Regions from separate parts of the Xenopus laevis genome. Here region 1 is linked to region 2. Evidence: chromatin contacts called from public Hi-C data. All regions are on one chromosome and are shown on one strand. Each heading gives the region's core, a stretch centred on a gene start, on an enhancer-like site or on the middle of the called end of the contact. The rest is flanking DNA. Distances are from core to core; before and after follow the strand shown. Region 1 has its middle 53 kb from the start of baz2a.L. Region 2 holds the start of gls2.L (glutaminase liver isoform, mitochondrial).

The links. Hi-C and Micro-C count contacts between places; a contact is called where the count stands out from the background.
Region 1: a Hi-C map of the XTC cell line shows a contact between it and region 2, with 4 times the contacts expected there. The contact joins the enhancer-like site here to the promoter of gls2.L in region 2. A contact is called at or near these places in 2 of 4 Hi-C or Micro-C datasets (the XL177 cell line and the XTC cell line).

Annotation. Positions count from the first base shown.
Region 1 is chr2L:145,648,731-145,651,892 of Xenopus_laevis_v10.1, forward strand. No RefSeq gene overlaps it. Among protein-coding and RNA genes, the nearest start is that of baz2a.L, 53 kb to the right of the region's middle. Within about 2 kb of position 1,276, at least 1 of the 7 cell types and tissues checked has an H3K27ac peak or open chromatin away from gene starts, as enhancers often do.
Region 2 is chr2L:145,534,765-145,537,606 of Xenopus_laevis_v10.1, forward strand. gls2.L (glutaminase liver isoform, mitochondrial) reads right to left here and starts at 1,533. Exons shown (of 18, transcript XM_018247423.2): 1 at 863-1,533. The coding sequence starts at 1,017.

The DNA of each region.
Region 1 (3,162 bases), core at 26-2,525, 110 kb after region 2:
CATACCTGTAGTAGTTTTAAGGAAATGACTGACAGACATAGAAGTTGCTTATGCTGCTACTTTACCTGGTATTTGTCATTTTTGTCCACTTTTATTTATCAATACCCTGGAGACACAAGATCACACCCATGTGTTGGACAAGCAAGTTTATTATTCTAGATCAAGGTTCTCTTAGATTGCCATGAGACAAGTATTTGCTCTTTTAAATCTTGGGCATGTTGGGGCCATACAAATCTGTCGAACGGTGGGTTAGTGTCCTACTGTAGATCAATAAGGAAGGGGTAGGGCTTGTGTTCTCCCTCAGTCCATTTGCTATTAGCAGAATATGAAATAAATAGAATTTCCCAGCAAGGAGGATTCAGATATGTGACTATAAAGATAAAGATGGTAGATTAACTCTCCAGTGAGAATATCCAAGCCCTTTGCTGGAAACCAAGCCAAGGATGCTCGCAAGTTACTATGTTACATTTGTATATATTTTGCAGCTTGAATTGGTGCTTTACACACACGCGTCTGTTTTGTACAGATTTGTACCTTGTGCGCCAAACATTTATTCCTTTCACTCAATCGTCTTCCTCTCTGTGTCCGATACCATAAAGGGGCTTGTGGCTAAACAGCCATGTGTAAAGCTTTATTCGCTCACAATACGGAGGGTTCTTTTTGGCTTCCAAACCATTCTGTTGCTGCTAAACTTCAACCCCCCCCCATAAATTAAAGTTAAAAAAACAAACAAAACTGTAACAATGAGATGATCGTGAGGTTGAAGCTGTTCTGAGCAACTTGTGAATAGTAGAGAGAATCAGCAGCTGATGTAAAGTGTAAAATAGAAACGGTCCCCTTTAGAAAGCAGGGGCAATAGGATGATGCAGAGCTTTGAAACACTAAGAGCCTCTAGACAGGAAAGGGAGGAGACTACTTGCCCTTTCCTTACTCTGACATCACACAAACACTTTTTGTAATTACATTTTAAGAGTTAAAATTAAGAAATGTTTTTGTTTTGTTTTTTTTGCTATTGATTTTTTAGTTGTGTTTCCTTTTCTTGCCGTCGCTGCTGGAGGACAGAAGGCTTTTGTAGATACAGGGTCCAGCTAAATAGTGCAGAATTCACGTCCTCTAGTGGGGAACGGGCAACAGGACAAAGTCCTTAGGGCAGGGACAGGCGACCGTCTGGTGATCATCTACGTAACCCTCCTTCCTCTTGCTGCTTGGGTGGAGCAGAGACATAGAAGCGCAACACAACCCTGCCACATGTTGCCCAGCTCTGCTGTACGTGTCCCAGTTGGCCGACACCACCTAGTATGCTTGGAAGAAGGATGATGGAGGGCGTACATTGAACACCCCCTCTAACTCTAACCTGTTCAGGCTCCTAGCAAAGCTGGGATGGAAACCGCACAGGCCCAACACTGCAGACATGGAACCTACTCACTATCACTTATCAGGAACTTGCTGAGGGCCAGAAGAAGGCAACCTGTGATTGGTTTTCTGTACAGGAAAGAGGAAAGTCTTCCAGTAGAAATTGTCTGATTTATATATACATATCCGTTTCAATGCGACAGCCATGCTGGGCTGTACATACCTTTTCTGCCTCCAGAACGGGATGCAGGCAATTAACCTTGGCCGGGTGGACCATCCTATATCTGGTGTGCTGGAAAGGACAAGGTGCCTTGGACCTGACATGATAAAAGCCTCAAAGTGTCACATAGTAAACACCGTGTCAGGTAACCGCAAAATCATCCATTTACTGTCGGCCATTACTGGGGTTCCCCATCCGTCACTGCATGCCATTGGCCCAGGAACTTTTCTGGCATGTCAGGGGTTACATATGGCTTCCCCCCCCCCCTAATTCTGACACAGTAAGTGAATTGACTTTGCCATCAATAAGTAAATTGTCATGTGTTGCTCTTTCACTTCTCGGTCCCAAACAAAATAATGTAAAATAGCTTGTCATTGAACCATTTGTACAGATGTTTCTTCTTGTTTTTTTTTCCTTTTTAACAATTTCCATCCACTGCTTCTCTGCTAAAATCCTTCATTTTTTTTTTTGCAATGATTTTGTGAAGTTCCAATTTGAAAAATACCTTTTTGTTGTTTTTAAATAAAAGAAAATATTGCCAACTCCAGAGTCTCGTGTGTGTGATCTGTACCAATGAGAGAATTCAGATTATGGTGATATTGTACCCGCACAGCCACCGTCCATTGGAGATGGTCTTGTATAGTGGAAATTAGAGCTGCCCAGACACTCCACTGGTTACATCCATTCAAAGCTGACATTGATTTGTCTTTTATGGGATCTATTATTCAGAAACCCATTATCCCGACACATACTTCCGCTAAGACAGCGCTCTGTGATTTCTGCATTTCTAGTTAGAGCTCGATCCAAATGCCTAGTAACGCAGTATAACACCAGAAACTAAAAATAATGACATGCACCATAATGTATTAATTCTATCCCTTTTTTTAAGGGACCCAAATAGTCATATAAATAGCTTTGCAGCCCCAAATTGGTTTAGAAATAGTTAAGGATTGTTTATGCTTAGTTGGAGAAAAATTAATTATATTTAAGGGGATCATGGAAAACCACTGGAAACAGCCTGGTGACATTTTTGGGGTCAGCACCCGTAAGTTATTCCTATTCTTGCTTCAACTAGTAAATGTTTTGCAGTGTAGACTCAGGGCCACCATTGCCAAGTCACAGGTAAGCTTGACATACAACGGTTGATAAAAACTGCTGACTCTGTCCTTGCAGACCAAGTCAGCAGCTTACTTGCCCATCAATGCGCTACCTGACCAATATATGTCAGATATCAATCACACGTGGTCCTCTTCTCCTTTGGCCCAGCTGTATGATCCAATCTTTGGCACCCATGCCAGTGATTGGATCATCCCAATTTGGTCTGGTAGGTAGGTGACCGAGATTGATTCATTTGGAGATTTCTCCAGACAAGTGGACTGTATGGCCACCTTTACTATCCTCAGCAGGCCCGGATTTGTGGCGAGGCCACAAAGGCCCGGGCCTAGGGTGGCAGGCGGCATGCAACCCAGCCGCTTACCGGGGAGCACCGATCCCTAGTGCTCTGTTGCAGGCATGTGCGCTCGTACCGGAACGGAGTAGACGGACGGGCACTAGGACCACACGGCCGGGCGCCAGGATGTGGCGGCTTT
Region 2 (2,842 bases), core at 283-2,782:
ACCAGTGTATGCCCATATCCAGCCAGCATCACCTTCAGTATAGGCTGCATGTAAAAAACTGATTTCAGTTAGGGATGGTTACCTGCAGGCCTCCAAAACATCATATAATACATTAAATCAAAATATATTAAGTATATTAAAATTAAGAAGAACATTCAGACATATTGGATATTGTTATAATTTGATTGATATCAAATACAGTAAAAGACAGGCATATATTGTAACGCATCTGATATATATTAAACCATGGTCAGATTATGATAGATAACTGCATAGCTACTTACATGGTAGTTATGCCTGAAAAAGGACACATTCACTGGACATTTTAAAAATGTTAAATTCTAGCGAAGTGAAAATAGTCTCGCTTCATGGCAAATTGCAGGAAAACAAACACTATACTAAAAATATATATTCACTATAGGGGCCAGTATAAAAAATTATGCACAACAGGCATGTGACTGAACTAGGAAGAATAACAAAGAATAATGACAGCGGAGAATCATAGCATTAAAATACTGGGTCCATAATACTGCGTTATTACAGAACACAAATAGGAACCAAGGTTCCCAGTGTGGCTTCTAGTAAGTGCACTATGCTCTTCAAAAACATATCAATTTCAATAACCATCCATACCACCACCATCCATGGCCACAGATCATTATTAAAATAAAATAAAATCCCAATTGCTGGGCTGTACTGATGCAAATTGATCAAATGATATGCAATGTGGCCCTTCCAGCTTCGGATAAAAATGCCCCTGATTTTTCACATAATCTAGTAACTGTCCCAGTATAATATTGTGGAATACCCAAACATCATCAATGAAACATGGAAGTGGGAACAGACCCTATTTTATACTTACTGGCCTGTGTTAGGAAGAGCGGCTTCTCCTGGCATCCCAACGCTGTGGTCATGGTTAAGGTGCCTGGCAGGAACATGTTCCTTTCCTGATACAGAGGCAAGAAATCTTGGGAGTATCCTCAAGTCTCCCACCTTCAGCCTTTTGAGCAAAAGCATTGCCGCCTTAAGAGAGCTGGGAAAATACTTATGAGTCTCAAGGAGGAAGACAAGTAGGAAAGCTGGACAAAAATGTCAGTCATGAAATACCACAGTGATGTGCAAAGAGCAGAGTGGGAAGCAATAAAGCGCAGATGAGCTTGCAGGCTTGATTCTGAAGTAATCACAGGGGGGTAAGGCTAGGTCTTTCCAGTTGTTGCTGTGAATGAATTCAAGTGCCATTCATGGGGGGGAAAAGTGTTCACAGAGTCTTAGTTTACACTAAACAGAAAAAAAATCCACCTGGAGAAGTGAGAATGGTCCTTAAATGAGGGATCTCAGCTAGCAGTTACAAGAGACTGCTTTGACACAGCAGTTGCAGGTAAAGTTTCATTCAACAGCAGCGGGGCTACAATCGACAACACGCCTACCAAAATCTTAAAACTTCCATGACCACATGTTTTCAGTTTCAGGGTAAATGTCAGAGCACACTAGTAAATTTTGGTCACTGTAAGGGACTACGGCTGTTACATTGCAGCTATTTCTAGACCAAGTGCCAAGCCTCCTACAAAATGCCTCCACAAGTATCCAATCAGGGAAGAGGAGAAGGTGGGGCTAATCTGGCAATAACTCAAGCAGGGGCAGGTGGGAGGACATGGAATCTGTGTTCTGCTTCTGAACCAAGCAAACGCCCCCTGGTCTGTGTCATTATATGCTTATATTGCCTAAGGCACCTGCACGCTATGTGCAAACTCAGTCATGTGGAGTGAAAACCTCTCAGGTTACCACAAGCAGTCTATGCACATGCCTCCAAGACAAGGGGTCAGCAATCTCATGTAGATTTTCCTTTACATATTAATCAACAGAAGCTCCTGTTTCCTCCAAGATTGGAGGTTCAATACCATAAATCACATGGACGCAAATTTCTGGTGAATTTCAACATTAATGATCAAGGTGCAAAACGTGCAAAAAGTTTGTACAGTAATGTAATAAGACGTACGTCTATGAAGGTTTTCATTCATCCAGGTCCAGTTGCTCTAGATTTACTTCTACTAGATAATGTAATAAGACATACACCGTAACTGCACTGGCTGCCGTAAAACGGCACCAGAGTTACTCTGTTGCAACTGCTCAGTGTGTGTGAGTTATTACATGGGTAGGAATCACCGTGCCTGGGAATATCTCACAGCATATACAACTATATCACCACCCTGGGTCACTGCCTGGATGTTTCTAGCCAAAGTTGGGTTGTCACTACTTTCAGTAAGAAAGTAAAAGTAAAATGCACTGTCTTGTTATTATAGAGAAAAAGGAAATCATTTAAAAAATGGTATTATCAGCTAAAAATGGAGAAATGACTTTGTGTTTTTCTAGGGTTTTTTGGATAAGAGAAAGGGCAGCACACTGCTACAGTACTTGCTTATGGTACACGTTAAATAATTTAAATAATACAGAAAATACCAGCAAGATTTTCTGTATGGATTCCAAAAAGTGAATTCAAAACAGCTTGAATAGCTTGTGTGTACTGATGGGCACGGATCAGCCTGTCATTCTGTAGTACTCCTGTAAATAAAGCTTTACCACATATTAAATTAACATGTGAAATAAGAGGTATCTGTGTTTAAGAAGATTTGGGGGAGGGGGCTTGAATCCTTACATATTAAAATAATAAAAAGCAATGCTGGGAATTATGACTGTGCTATAAGCTACCTGTTTAATCTATTCCCATGGCTGTAGTAGTATTACAAGTAGTGATGAGCGAATCTGCAAAATCGCAGAAAGAAATTTGCGAAACGGCAAAATTTCTTTGTCCTAATGCATTAAAGTCAATGAGCGTTTTTTTCTT